Linked DNA regions of Mus musculus: all the other regions are linked to region 4. Evidence: chromatin contacts called from public Hi-C and HiChIP or PLAC-seq data. All regions are on one chromosome and are shown on one strand. The core of a region is the stretch at or near the end of the contact, and the rest is flanking DNA. Distances in the headings are between cores, read along the strand shown. Region 1 holds the start of Zbtb8b (zinc finger and BTB domain containing 8b). Region 2 overlaps Phc2 (polyhomeotic 2). Region 3 holds the start of Zfp362 (zinc finger protein 362). Region 4 holds the start of Tmem54 (transmembrane protein 54).

What was found. HiChIP or PLAC-seq counts read pairs in DNA pulled down with a chosen protein or histone mark. A called contact is a pair of places that touch in the nucleus more often than the background predicts.
Region 1: an H3K27ac HiChIP or PLAC-seq map of embryonic stem cells shows a contact between it and region 4, with 5 read pairs. The contact joins the promoter of Zbtb8b here to the promoter of Tmem54 in region 4. A contact is called at or near these places in 8 of 39 promoter capture datasets (the 3T3-L1 cell line, embryonic stem cells, hippocampal neurons and 4 more), 2 of 15 datasets of contacts at CTCF or cohesin (embryonic stem cells and large pre-B cells), 13 of 484 Hi-C or Micro-C datasets (the P5424 cell line, Sertoli cells, cortical neurons and 3 more), 5 of 115 datasets of contacts at active chromatin or transcription factors (embryonic stem cells and pancreatic cancer cells) and 2 of 9 other capture datasets (adipose tissue and liver).
Region 2: a contact with region 4 is called in a CTCF HiChIP or PLAC-seq map of embryonic stem cells, with 4 times the contacts expected there. The contact joins the enhancer-like site here to the promoter of Tmem54 in region 4. A contact is called at or near these places in 6 of 39 promoter capture datasets (the 3T3-L1 cell line, the HPC-7 cell line, embryonic stem cells and 2 more), 2 of 15 datasets of contacts at CTCF or cohesin (the NIH/3T3 cell line and embryonic stem cells), 17 of 484 Hi-C or Micro-C datasets (the G1E-ER4 cell line, the HL-1 cell line, cerebellum and 7 more), 8 of 115 datasets of contacts at active chromatin or transcription factors (the NIH/3T3 cell line, craniofacial prominence, embryonic hindbrain and 4 more) and 1 of 9 other capture datasets (embryonic stem cells).
Region 3: a Hi-C map of epidermal suprabasal cells shows a contact between it and region 4, with 2.1 times the contacts expected there. The contact joins the promoter of Zfp362 here to the promoter of Tmem54 in region 4. A contact is called at or near these places in 2 of 39 promoter capture datasets (embryonic stem cells and hippocampal neurons), 1 of 484 Hi-C or Micro-C datasets (epidermal suprabasal cells), 7 of 115 datasets of contacts at active chromatin or transcription factors (the NIH/3T3 cell line, craniofacial prominence, embryonic forebrain and 2 more) and 2 of 9 other capture datasets (adipose tissue and embryonic stem cells).

The regions. Positions count from the first base shown.
Region 1 is chr4:129,438,676-129,442,092 of GRCm38.p6, reverse strand. It overlaps Zbtb8b (zinc finger and BTB domain containing 8b), which reads left to right and starts at 1,275. Exons shown (of 4, transcript NM_153541.3): 1 at 1,275-1,319.
Region 2 is chr4:128,714,630-128,718,019 of GRCm38.p6, reverse strand. The region is part of intron 7 of Phc2 (polyhomeotic 2); the gene reads right to left. Among named protein-coding and RNA genes, the nearest start is that of Gm33712, 11 kb to the left of the region's middle. RefSeq lists an enhancer at 1,005-3,390. Within about 2 kb of position 1,994, at least 118 of the 459 cell types and tissues checked have an H3K27ac peak or open chromatin away from gene starts, as enhancers often do. A contact at or near this core is called in cerebellum, craniofacial prominence, embryonic limb bud and 6 more, where this site is marked.
Region 3 is chr4:128,804,533-128,807,625 of GRCm38.p6, reverse strand. Zfp362 (zinc finger protein 362) reads left to right here and starts at 1,514. Exons shown (of 9, transcript NM_001081098.1): 1 at 1,514-1,614.
Region 4 is chr4:129,103,774-129,107,187 of GRCm38.p6, reverse strand. Tmem54 (transmembrane protein 54) reads right to left here and starts at 1,658. Exons shown (of 6, transcript NM_025452.4): 1 at 1,457-1,658. The coding sequence starts at 1,472.

The sequences.
Region 1 (3,417 bases), core at 26-2,525, 340 kb before region 4:
CGAATTTCTTCATGATCCTGCCTATTGCCACTTCATAGCTTAAAAACAAACAGCTGGAGAGATGACTCAGTGGTTACGGGCACTGACTGCTTTTCCAGAGGTCCTGAGTTCAATTCCCAGCAACCCCATGATGGCTCACAACCATCTGTAATGGGATCCGATGCCCTTTTCTGGTGTGTCTGAAGACAGTGACAGTGCACTCACATATATGCAATAATAATTTAAAAAGTAAATAAATAATGTGTGACACCACAAAACAAACAGTGTGTGTTCCTGCACGTGCTCGAACGCCCTCCTGTGTGTATGTGGTCATCAGAGGTCCTCAGACTCCTTGGAGCTCAAGTTGCAGGTGGTCGTGGGCAGCTTGATGTGGATGGAGCCTGAACTCAGGCCCTATGCAAGAGTAGAACATGCTCTCAACCACCCAACCACCTCTCCAGCCTCAAATAGGGCTTTGCTTTTTTTTTTTTTCCTTCTTATCCTTTGGGCATCTTGGTACATGTAGTTTTGTCTTTTATACAGAGTGCTGAGAGTCTTGGAGCCACTTTAGCTTCAGAGACCCCATCTTGTACATAGTCTCCATCTTGTACTAGGCTAAATTTTAAGAAACAGCTGAGCTCCCGGAAATGGGTTCAGGCTCCAGGCGCCCCACAGGAATTTAGGTCCACATTACCCTACCCCATGCCTTGCTGGTTAGCACCCAGTCCGGTCTGAAACCCAGCAGCCGCTACACAGGCTCTGATTGGCTGGCCTCAATCCAGGGCAAGTTATCAAGAAAACCATCTGAGGTATTTGACAGGTAGTAACCCACTTAAGATGTCAGGTGTGAGAAACGGTTGAAATACAGCATGCATGCACCCGATTGGCTGCCCCTACCCTACCTAATCTGTGGGTTTTGTTGTTGTTGTTTTGTTATTGTTTTTTATGTTTTTGTTTTTGCTTTAAAAGGTTGTTCTGACTCTCCCTGACACGGTTTGGATCCAGAACCCAGCCGACTTCCTAATATACCGGTTTTTTGAATAAAGAAACTTTTGTTGGCTCGAACTTGGTTTTCATAGTGGATTATTTCCCAAAGTCTCGGACACTAACAAGACCACAACTCCCATCACCCCATGAACGCTGGAGTCTTCAGAGCGCATCCTCCAGAGGTGGGTACCCGGACCATTGACGGACCTGCTGGCTGAAGGGCCCGCCTTCATCAGCCCAAGATCTCCCACCATTGGTCATCTTCCCCGCTTCTCACTGGAGGGCCGCAGGTGAATGAAAGGGGGCGTGTCAGTACTCTCAGCTCGCTGGAGGTGGCTGGAACCCGGTGCCAGGTGAGAACACAACATCCGATCGGCGCCGCGGCTTTTTTGGTTTTGGGGAAAGTTAGGGGCACCTCGGGAGGCTGGCTCAGGGGACAGAGTGCAGGTAGCAGGGACGGTTGCCGTCCTCAGCCAGCTTTGGACCGCCTGGCCCAGTAACTCCCTGGACCCCGGCTGCGCAGAGTCGCTCTCAGTGGTAGACCCTCCCTCTTCTTGCGTGGGGTGGGTGGACACCGAGGCATATGCCCACCCTCCCTGGCTGTGGGTGACCCACCCCCTCACGGTTCAGGTGGGAGTTCTGGCTTCTGCTCATTCTGATCCTGAAGGATACCCAGGCGCCAGGGCTTGGCCAGGCTGGGCCAGTGTCCGCTTGGGCAGTGGTCACTTTGCCGGCGGGAAGACCTGCGAGAGGCAAGGCCTCGGTTTTCACACCCAGACACCAGGGACTGTGCCAATTACCTGGTTCCAGTGGCCTCTTTAGGTTGTCTGACTCTGGATGGAATGTTCCCGGTGTCTTGAGAGCATTTTAGCAGAAGAACCGAAGATGGCAATTGGTCAAAAATTCTACCCCTGCAAAACTCTTAGTTCTTTTCCCCTTTTCCTGGGCCAGAGGAGGGAGTGACTTCCCGGTCTATTGCTAGACCTGTTAGAGGGTTTGGGGAGATCGGTAAACAATGGCTAAGGATTGCCTCTCAGGAGTCTGTAGAATATGGGTTCTAAATCCTGGACGTGTAGCTTTATCTTTGAACCTCAGATTCCCTCTCTGAAAAATGAAAATATTCTGCACTGTGTTAGTATGATCCTAAAATGAATGTTTGTCAAGTAGTTTTCTTAGTGCTTCGAAATGAATGATGTGCAGGAAATTCTAGTCATACTAGTCATTGGAGAGCAGTTTTTATTCTCAGGTTGGTGGAACTGGATGGAGGAGAGTTGTCAGAAAGACGGGGCTGGACATACAGTGCTGATGAATACTGTAATCCTAGCACTGGAGAGGCAGCGGCAAGTGGATGGGACTAGCCTCTGCCTCTCTGCTTCTCTGCCTCTCCGTGCTTGGATTAAAGACAAGTGCCACCACTGCCCAGCTTCGCTTTAATTTTTAAAAATTACATTTCTGTATTTATTTATATATTTATTTATTTATTGTGTGTGTACATATTTTCGCGGAGGTCAGAGTTCAGCTTTTAGGAGTTGGTTCTCTCCTTCCACCATGTGAGTGTTGAGCGTCACACTCAGCCCAGCAGGCTTGGTAGCAAGTGCTTTCACCTGCTGAGCCATCTCACTGCTCCAGTATTTAGTGACTGTTGAGTTGAATTGGAATCGTGTGTAGATTCAGAGTGCCATGAATGTGTGTTAGGCCAGTGCTAAGCTGTTTTCCAACGAGAAGTAGGGGTTTTCAGCACAGCCCAGGGACCAGCATGCCCGAGACCAGCTTTGCTGATTAGATTAACTATGGACTGATTATTTACCAAGTTTGGGTTCATGATGCTCCTGCCTCATCCTTCCATGGCTGGGACTACAGGTGTGTTCCCGACACCTGGCTAGGACAATTAGAAGTAAAACTCGAGTCCTTTAACATATTTCTTATCCCTAATACTTCTGCTGTTATATCTTTCTTGAATAATTGTTCAGAAAAAAAATTCACCATATAATGAATAAACATACACACACAGACACACACACTATAATTTGTTTTGGATCTTGTGGCTTTCTTTCTTTTTTCAATATATCTTGGTGACATTTCAGTTAACTATAGGTAGTTCTACATGATTGAGTCTTTTAAAAATTTTAAAATATCTTTTATATGGCTATTTTGCCTGGGTATATGTCTGTGTACCACATGTGTTTCTGTTGCCTACAGAAGCTAGAAAAGGGCACTAGCTCCTCTGGAACTGGAGTTACAGACAGCTATGAGCTGCCATGTGGGTGCTGGGAATTGAACCTGGGTCTTCTGGAAGAGCAGATGGTGCTTGTAAAACCATGAGCTGCAGCCCAACAATCAGAGATTTTTTGTTTTGTTTTGTTTTGTTTTGTTTTTGAGACAGGGTTTCTCTGTGTAGCCCTGGCTGTCCTGGAACTCACTTTGTAGACCAGCCTGGCCTCGAACTCAGAA
Region 2 (3,390 bases), core at 745-3,244, 390 kb after region 4:
TGTGGCAGTCAGTCAGTGTAAGGAAAGATCAATTGTAAGCATGGCAGTTGATATGTGGCCAGTGTGGCAGGGCCTCAAAGGTCCTTATAGTCAGAGTTAGGCCACAGCCATCATCAGCATGTCACATAGTAGGTCCTCACGTGGTCAGGCAGGAAAGAGAAGACAAAGTGAAGGCATCTGGAGATCAAAAAAGGAGCCAACAGGATATCTACAACAGCACTGAGCTAAGGCTGTGGCGCCCCGCAGACCGGCATTCTCTCAGCTGCCTCTGGGCAAGACGGAAAGCCAGTCCAGAGGAGGAGGGTGCCAGGCCTGGTAGTTGCAGAGGGAAAGATGCGTGAGTCACTCAGGACTGGGGTGTCCCCGGTGCTGTCTGAGGCAGCCCTCCTGTTTGCTCCATGCTACAAAGTCCCATCTTCAAAGTACAGCTTGGATTTCCACAACCTTTCATAGAATTTCAGCTCTTGCCCAGCTCTGTACTCCCATGGTGTGGCGTAGTAGCAGGCACAAAATATGTGTCAAATGAGTATTTCTTGAACTGAACGGAACAGTTGAAGACGTGGAGAAAATGATTGGGAATGGCGGTTGATTTGGAATGCCGGTTCACCGGATGCATCTTCCTTTGTGAGGTGGGAGGAAATGCCTCCGTGAGATCCAACTGTAAGGTATTTTCTCAATTAGTGATCAAGGGGGAAAGGCCCCTTGTGGGTGGGACCATCTCTGGGCTGGTAGTCTCAGTTCTATAAGAGAGCAGGCTGAGCAAGCCAGGGGAAGCAAGCCAGTAAAGAACATCCCTCCATGGCCTCTGCATCAGCTCCTGCTTCCTGACCTGCTTGAGTTCCAGTCCTGACTTCCCTGGTGATGAACAGCAGTATGGAAGTGTAAGCCGAATAAACCCTTTCCTCCCCAACGGCTTCTTGGTCCTGATGTTTGTGCAGGAATAGAAACCCTGACTAAGACAGGGTGAAAGGAGAAATTCACACAACTGGTTTTCTCTTTCTTGGCACAAACACAGGCATGTCCGCACATAATGCAGGCACACGTGTATGCACGCATTCACACCCACCTTCGCCGTGAAGGATCCTGGGTAACCCCCCACCCCACCTCCCGCTGATAATTAATGAGTTCTGAGTTTTCCCTAAGCCTAAGAGTTTCGTAATCTAAATCTGGCCCTACACTGCTGGGATAACTTTCAAGGCTGGCTCTACTGTTTTAACAGGAAAATCGCTGGCAATTTCCACCTGCAGCTGGATAGCAGGCTCACCTGCATGCTTAGCTGTTTACTGCATTTTTTTTTTTCCCTAGTGAAAGTGTGACCCATTAATTTAGCAGCTGCTTTGGGAGGAATATACACAGTACTCAAGAATCCTTGAACCAGAAAGCATCACTCTGCCCAGCCTATCACAGATGGAAATCTCTGCCCCCTGACACAAATCCACTCTGTGATAAAACAGCTACGTGGCAGGCCTGCCCTTCAGAAGATTTCCCCTCGGAGTCAAAACCTGAGGCGGTTGAGGAGACTGAACAAAGGCCTGGCATCTGGAGGTCCATCTGAGTGAAAGGGGCCCAGGAGCTTCAGAGACTCTCCAACCCCCTTTTACAACAACACACTCCTCCTGGTCAGCAACTGTCTCCTCACCATCGGGTTGGGCCTGAGTGTTACCCAGAGCCCAGAGTTTATCACCCAGAATGGTGACTCAAAGGACCAAGCCTCTTAGTTGGAGCTATGGTCAGGTTGCCTTAGGTCTTGGCTGTCCCAGAGGCCGGGCCCACAGGACCCTTCTGCCTGCCCTCTTCTGCCTTCTATGATCCAGTCTCCCTAGCCCTAAGAAGGGCAAGGCCAGACCCCTTGCCTTCCCTTCCAAGGCTCAACATCCTAGGCTCCGCTCTCCTGCCCTGCCTCCCCTCCCCCATCCACACTCTTTCAGGGCATAAGGGACCTTTTCTATTTGCACAGCCTAAAGAAGCTGGTTGCCAAGGTGACAGGAGCAGGAACAGCAGGGAGCTTGCCATGGGGGAGGGGCTTTGCCCCCAAACAGCTGTCAGTGGGAGCAGTCCCAGCTGGGGCAGGAGGGCTTGCCTCTCTGGAGGAAACACCCCCAGGGAAGACACATTCCTCTTTGCTGCCCCTGCCCTCCCCCCGCAAGTCTCAACTGCCCACCTTCCTCCTGGGGCAGCCAGCCAGCTTTAAACAAAAATGCTCCCGTAACAAAACAGACTCTCCTCCAGTATACAGCGCTCTCTCACAAGCACAAGCATGCCTGCTCGGCTCTCCCGCCTTCGCCCCTTCCTCATTGACACACAGTGGGCTGGCTGGGCAGAAGGCCAGCCATCACCTCTGCGCCCGAGGAACTGTGCAGTCTGACAGGTGCTGCTTTGCTCTGTTCCCCCCAACCCCCATCAGGTTGAAAGAATTATTTCGGTCTTTTTTTTTGTTCCACAGGCCCAGAGAGGCCCAGTGGCTCCTAAGCCTCCCCCAGCTGCCTTCCTTTTGGGAGGTGAGAGTCGAGGAGTGGAGAGGCTTATGGAGGGGTGGGGGTTGGAGAGAAAGGAAGAATGGGCCAGACAGTGGGAGGCAGGAACAATGCCAAGCCCACTGATCTGCGTCTCTGGGGAGAGGGTCTTTGTATTCCTTAGCACACAGCTGCTCCACGGAAAGTTCTGTGGGGCCACCAGTCTCATCTGCATCACACCCACACTGTCAGGCTCAGCCCCAGGCTCTCAAGCCTGCTGTGGACCTTTCCGGGGCTCAAGAGCTTAGAGAGGTAGCCATTTGGATCTGCAAATCAACATACAGCCTTAGTTAGAACCCCCAGGTTCTCTGAGCATTGGGCTGGGAAGAGGAGAGGCAAGGAGGCCCCAAGTCACTGTAAGAATTGGGAGTGTCCCTTGGCCTGGTTGAGGGTGCAGAGCTGAGGATATGGGGTGTGGAGTTGGGCCCAGCCCCTCACTGACTACCCGTGATTTTGAGGACTGTATGATGCAAGTTCTTGGGGCGATCTCCCTGGGCCTCAGATTTCCCAACTGCCAAACAGAAAGGGCTCTCTCAGAGACAGAAAAACATGGCATGCACAGGATACAGGCTCTCCAACGAAGGATAGACTGCCTGTGGGTATCTTTCTTCTCTCTGTCCATCTTCTTGGAGATCATAGAGATGCCAGCAGCCTTGGAAGCCACTCAAGACCTGCTTTGCTCTGTTTCAAAATCCTTAGAATTTGGGGCTGGTTTCGATCTAGAGAGAAGCTACACTTTGGTCTGGGCAGGATTGAGATTCCCAAGGTACTGGGCCCTGAGATTGCTCCAGTGATAGAACTTAGAAGTGGAGCTTTGGCCCTCCCTTCAAGGCCTGGGGACCCTTGTGGAAAGGGGTTGGAAAGAGTGCTGGAGCCA
Region 3 (3,093 bases), core at 265-2,764, 300 kb after region 4:
TCTCAACTCTGGGCTAGTCTTTTTGTTTTCAGAACAAAGGTGTTCCTCTCTTCTCCAGGCTCATCCCAGAGCCATGTTCTGAAAACAGCCCCTATCTCTCTAGGAGAGTAGCCTTCTCTGTGTTGTCAATACCATATCATTCCAGTTAATTTTTGCCGCTTGCTTATTGTGCCTCTGCCCTATGCCCGGAATTGTGTGCTTGATGCTTTGAGAAGGAACCAACGACCTCCGTGGGTCCCACCCTCCAGCTTCCCCAATGTGTGACATCCTGTGCTAAACTGGAATCCTCACGAGGACAGCGACTTTGTCCACACTTTTTAGAACTGTGTTCCCAGCCAACTAGCGCACGTGCCTATGAACTTATACTTCCCAGAAAGCAGGATGGTTTTTTGTGTCCTTCCTTCTCTGGGATGCTTAGGACGGCAGAGGCAGCCCTGATCCTCTAGGCCTGCAGGTGGACAGCAGAGTGTGCCACAGAAATCTAAGCGGGTTCGGAATCGGGAATGCCTGCCTCCTCAGGTAGAAGTGAAGTTTAGAAGTTGACACAGCCCGCGAGGCCGAATCAAGAGGACTTGGTGACTGATTGGCTGGGGAGGGTGAGGCGGGAGGAGGAGTCGCGCAGATGGCTCTGAGGTCTGGAGCTGGGGGGACAGGCGGTGCCACCTCTGATAGACTTTCTAGAAGTGCTGTCAGCTCCTGGTCGCCCCACCGCTGAGACTCAGGCCTAGGGTTGGGAAGCGGTGTCCTGGCTTGTGCAAACTTCTGCACCCCACCCCGCCCCCACGTCCTTTCTTCAGAAATAAATAACCAAAATCTTAGCAGGGATCTTGAGCCTGGCCGTTTGTCACCGGGTGTGTGTGTGGGGGGGGGGGGGAGCACCGTGGGGGTCTGCACCAGCTTGCGATTTCCCAAGGAGGGACACCCCCACCCCTCCCGAGAGCAGCGTGACCAGCCAGTCCCGGGTCCCCAGGCCACCGCCACCCGGGAGCGGAGTCTGGGCGGGACAATGGCCGCGGCCGCCCGGGCCCCGGGAGCCCCCGTGCTGGGGAAGGGGCTGTCCTAGGGCCGGGCGCCGGTGCCCTCCCCGCGCGGCTCGGGCGGGCGGAGGGGGGCGCGGAGTTCCTTTGTGGCTCAGCCTCCGGCGCGGCGCGGCGCGGGCAGGGGGCGCCGCGCAACTTTCCTTGGCGGCGGCGGCGGCGAGCGCGAGACGAGGCCCCGGGGCCGAGCGGGGGCCCCCAGCGCGCGGCCCGTCCCCGCCCCGCCGGCCCCCTCCCCTCGCCGTCGCCAGCGCCGGGCGCTGCCCACTCGCCGGAGCCCCGGGGCCGGGCGGGCTGCGCAGCCGAGAGGCGGGGGGCCGGACGCGGCTCGCTCGCGGGGCCCAGCGCGCCGGGGCCGCGCGGCTGCACAGCCGGCCTCCGCCGCCGCGGCGCCTGCAGAACCCAGAAGTGAACAGCAGGCGACCCGGAAGGTTTGCGCGCCGCTCCGCACCGAGCCCCAGCCGCGCGCCGCCGCCACCGCCGCCACCGCCGAAGCCGGGAGCCCCCAGCCCGGCCCTACTCGGGCCGCCGGGCTCGGGGCTGCGGCCGCGTCCCGGAGCGCCGCCAGCACTGCCAGGTCCGTGCGGGCCCGGGGCGCGCGGGGGAGCGGGCCCGCCCGCGGGAAAGTTGCGCCGAGTTGCGGGGCGGGGGCCGGGCGGGCGCGAGCGCTGTCAGCGCGGGGCGGCCGCGCTGCGTGGGCCCGGGGGTCGCCGGTGCCTCGGGCCGGGCCCCGGGGCGGCCGTGGCTGCGGCGGCTGCGCGCGCGGGGTAGGCAGCGTCTCCCGCGGCGTGTCTGGGGTTCGTCTCCGAGTGTGTGCGTGTGTGTTTTCCTAAGCCGGGCTATTCAAACCTGCTGCAATTCTCCGGTAAACAATGATTCATGGGGCTTAATGCAAATAAACGGATTGCAAACGGCGCGGTTCGCGCACTTTGCAGCCGGCCCGGTGGAGCGGCCAGTGCCGGATTTCTCCGTTTTTTTGCAGATCTGCAGAATATGGCGTCCCTGTCCTGTTTTAAAAATAAGCCAGGCTGCCATTTTTGTTTTTCTTTTGTCTGAAGATTTTAATAAAACTGTCTGAGAATGTGGGAGAGGCGGCTGGAAGCAGAGGGGGCACCCGAAGGGTTGGCTTTTTTCCTTTTCTTTGGAGAGAGCCGGGAGCCTTTCGGGGAGGTGAGACACAATACAATTACACTTTAAAGGAAAAAATAAGGGGGAGAGAAGCTGCCGGGTGATTTGGGGGGAGGGGGCTGGGAATTTAAAGTTAACTCTGAAAGTTTTCTTTTCTTTCTTGCTTTTTTTTTTTTTTAAGATTTTTTTTTTCTTCCCCTGAGGGCCCTGAGATGCCGCGAAAGGATATGGGGGCCCATTTCTCTGTTTCTTCCCACCTAGCTAGTCGCCTTTGCAGGGTTTTTGGGAAAAGTTAACTGCCGGTTTCCCCAGAACTGCGTGGGTGGGGATGTCGTGTGTGTGTGTGTGTGTGTGTGTGTGTGTGTGTGTGTGTGTGTAGGGCTGAGGTGAGAGGTTTTGGGAGGAGTCGTTTGGACGAGGCTCTGTATCAAAGTGGTATTGTAAGGAACTATATTGTAGCCCCAGATTTGGGGGAGTTGGCTGGCTCTAGGGGCATAAAGTGGGCCCAGGGTTTGGAGCTAAGATCCCTGTCATGAGGACATGACCCTTCTTGCCACCCTGTCCTCCAGCAGTGTGGATCCTTTAGGAGCTGTGTGTGTGTTGGAGATGGAGGGAGGCTTGCCCCTTCATGGGTGGCCAGAGCCCCCTTGGTGGACAGGAAGTTTTGGTAGCCCCCTCTTGGGGCAAGTCTGGTTGATTGCAGTGGAAGAACCCCCTTCAGGTATGGGTGGTCTTCTTAGCCTCCAGAGATGGCCTCTGTTGATGAATGTCCTTAGTGGTGGGTTTTTAGCTGGGTACAGGCCTGCAGCTCCTGTGGGTCCCGATATACATAGGAGTAGCTGACTGCCTGGCCCTTGTGTTCTGGGCCTGTCCTCTGCTTGTGTTAACTCCTTTCTGCCACCCGGCCTGCCACTTTGAAGTCTCCTGA
Region 4 (3,414 bases), core at 409-2,908:
AAAATAATTATTTGTTTATTTTGGTGGTGTAGCCACTGGTAAGTCGCCTATGTTGCAGTAACAGCCCCCCCCCCGCCACCGAAAAAAAGAAAAATTATTGTAAGCAACCCTAATTAAACTCAGTAACACACAGAGAGAGAGAGAGAGAGAGAGAGAGAGAGAGAGAGAGAGAGGGAGGGAGAGAGAGAGAGACGGGAGGAAGAGCTTTGAGGAGCAAGGAGGAGCCTGTTACAGACTCACTGTGGACCTGGTACCAGCCTGTCCTGTTCAGAGGTAACCCCGGATTTTTTCTGCATAGAGCCAGGTGAGGTTCCCCTAACTGCTCTCCGAGCTCTCCTTTAGCTTGCAGGCCCTGGGACTGTCATCTCAGCAGAGGACAGACCATGGACTGGAAAGGCACGAGGAACTGGAATGGCCTTGTGAAGATGAACAGCTGGCCAAACAGGAAGAGGAATTGCAGCCTTGTTCCAGGGGCCTCCTGGGTCCCACCCTGTCCACCCACCCCATCCACCTACCCATCAGCCAGCCACTACTGGGCTTTGGCTGGGCTCAAGAAACAGCAGCATCTCTGGACCAAGGCTTTGGTCAGACAAGAAGGCTAGGGTTGCTTGCTTTAGTCAGAGCGCCCTAGGCTGGTTTTGGTTCTTCGTTCTCATGCTGGGAACACTGGGCAAGTGGCTGGTGTAGTGCTAAGCGTTTATTAGCAGACCGGAACTTCATCCTGGTCAAGAGGTGGGTGCAACGGTCTTCATTTTACCAAGGAGAAATAGGCATGGCTCGAAAGATGTGTGTGCTGGAGAGTGGGAACGGAACCCCTTAGATCCCAAACAGCAGAGTTTGCCCAGGGCGTGGGGGAGGGGCGCACCAGTCTACTCTGTCAAGATGCTGGCTGACTGGCCTTTCCCTCCAGCTTGGCTGGATGAGAGGAAGGTATGGAAATGGCATCTTTGTAATGCTAAGGAGCCGGGATCCTGGACCCTACATCCACATCCCCATCTCTTCATCTCTCAGCATCTCTTCCCCTACCGGCGGATCCCGAAGCCTATCTAGCCTTGCCCCTTAGAAAGGAAAATAGGGCCAGGAGCTGGGGGTGCCACTGGCCCCACCAAAACCAGGCTTACTCAGAGCTGGGCCTCAGTGCCACAAACCTGGAGCCCCCAGCTGCTGGTCGTGGCGGAAGGAGTTCTAAGTTCTAAGTTAGAGTGAGCTAAGTACTGAGCTCTGGGCTAGTCCCTGAGCCTCGAAATGTTTAGGCTGGTGTGTAGCTCAGTGGTAGAGCACTTGCATAAAGGAAATAAAACCCAGCCGCTTGTCACCCCGCTTCTAAGGAAACTTAGGCTTGAGAGGAAAGTGACCTGAAGCAGGCCAGTACGTGAAGCAGGGTTGGGTGAAGCAGGCGGCTTGACTTCGGGTTGGGGTCCCCCCAGGAGTGGGTCTCCCGTTTGCCCCAGCTCACCTATGCGCAGACACATGTTGATCCCGGCCAGTGGCCCCGCGCTGGTCTCAGCGGGGTCTCGCTTCCATCCTTCTCCTCCGCGGCCTGCGCTCCTCTTCCCGCCCAAGCAGGCTCCTGGCGGCTCCCTTCCCTGCACCCCTCAGTCGCCCAGCCCGGCGTCCTGCGCGCGTTGCCGAGGCCGGTCGGACCGGCTGGGCGACCCCGGGACTGTGCGGCTGAGTCACGGCCACGCCCCTGCTGCTGAGCCAGGCGCCCGGCGCCAGGCCGCCCTCGTTCCTCCTCGCACGCCCATTCCACCGATGGACATTGAGGCTCTAAGGGGTCTCCATCGGCCGTGCTGGGAGCTGGTGGTGTTAGCATGTGAGCGCGACCCCGGATGGTGGTGATGGTGGTGGTGGTGGTGGTGAACAAGACACGGGCACATGGGCCAGGATGGAAGCTGGGAGTGAGCAGGAGCAACCAGGGGTCTGCTTTTTTAATCTACTGTGTGACTTCAGAACAATCGCTTTCCCTCGCTGGGTCTTCCTTTTTCTGGCGGAGGTGCCTCCTGGTCTCAGTCAGGTCTTCCATGTTGAGCAAGGTGCTTTTCCTTTCGGTCTTGGCGGTGGTGGGGTGATCTGTTTGCTCCTTGGAAAATCAAGGGTAATAATTCTTGTTTCCTGATATAAGGAAATGCAGCTATTAAATAAATTAATAAATAGATAGATAAATAAATAAATTGTAGGGATCAATGAGATGGCTCAGCCAGTAAAGTCCCTTAACCCTATAACCCGATAGCCTGATAGCCCCAGTTCCATCCCTGGGACCCACATGGAAAGGAGAGAACCGACTCCTGAAAGTTGTCCTCCGATTTCCACTGGAGCAGAATATGGCACTGACATACTACAGCACAAACATCTCTCTCTCTCTCTCACACACACACAGAGGTACACACACAGAGGCACACACATACAGAGGGGCGCGCGCGCGCACACACACACACACACACACACACACACACACACACACACACACACACACGACAGAGCCTCACTATGTACTATGTAGTCCTAACTGTCCTGGAACTCACTGTATAGACCAGGCTGGTCTTGAACTCACAGAGATCCTAGAATGTCTATTGTGGGGGCTGCCGAGTTGGCATTGGGTTATATCAAGTGTTAGATGGACTCTTGCTTCGTGATAGTGTCCCTGATGCAGACACAAGTCCTGTCCTCCTCCTTTGGGTTCAGATAGCTGGACACTCACATAGGACCATTTAGCCAGAGTGGTGAATAAACAGGTGGAACGCTCCCAGCCACATCTCTGCCAAGTATTCTGCCTTGGCCAAAGCACAGCACCTCCCTGGACCACCGAGGTCTTTGCAGCAGGCGTAACTGGTCTATTCTGTACCAGATCTGTTCTGTAGCCCATCAGCATAGTCTCCATGGACGAGGCTGTCCTGATGTCTACAGGTTCTCAGAGCCTGGTGACTGTGTGCCTATAGTGTCACCTGTAGTGACACCTCCTGTGTGCCTTGTGTCACCTGGATCAGCACATTCAGCTTCTAGCAGCAGGGGAGGGAGCTGAAGCCCCGGTGCTGTGGGCAGGACAACCGCAGGTCAGGCAGGCAGCTCTGGTCATTCCCAGCGGGTTGGTAAGTGGGCTTTCTTATCAGCTGACTTCTGAAGGGGACATTGTGCAATGGCGAAGGATAAGGAGACAGGATGGATGGAAGGGAAGATGGAGGCAGGTCATTAAGCCATTAGCTGGCGTCTTCCCTAGTGGGCATTAAATGTTATGTCCATGGGCATCTTTTAGCGGTCACTTAGCCAGCTGTTAGCCCTATTGCAAATGGCTACAGGCTCATAATTGTAGCCCAGAAACTCTATTTTTGGGTCTTTATCCTGCAAGAGATGTGGCTGTGATGATGTTTGTGGATGTGGGAGCTGTTCCTAATAGAAGCAGGGCACCAGAGTGGT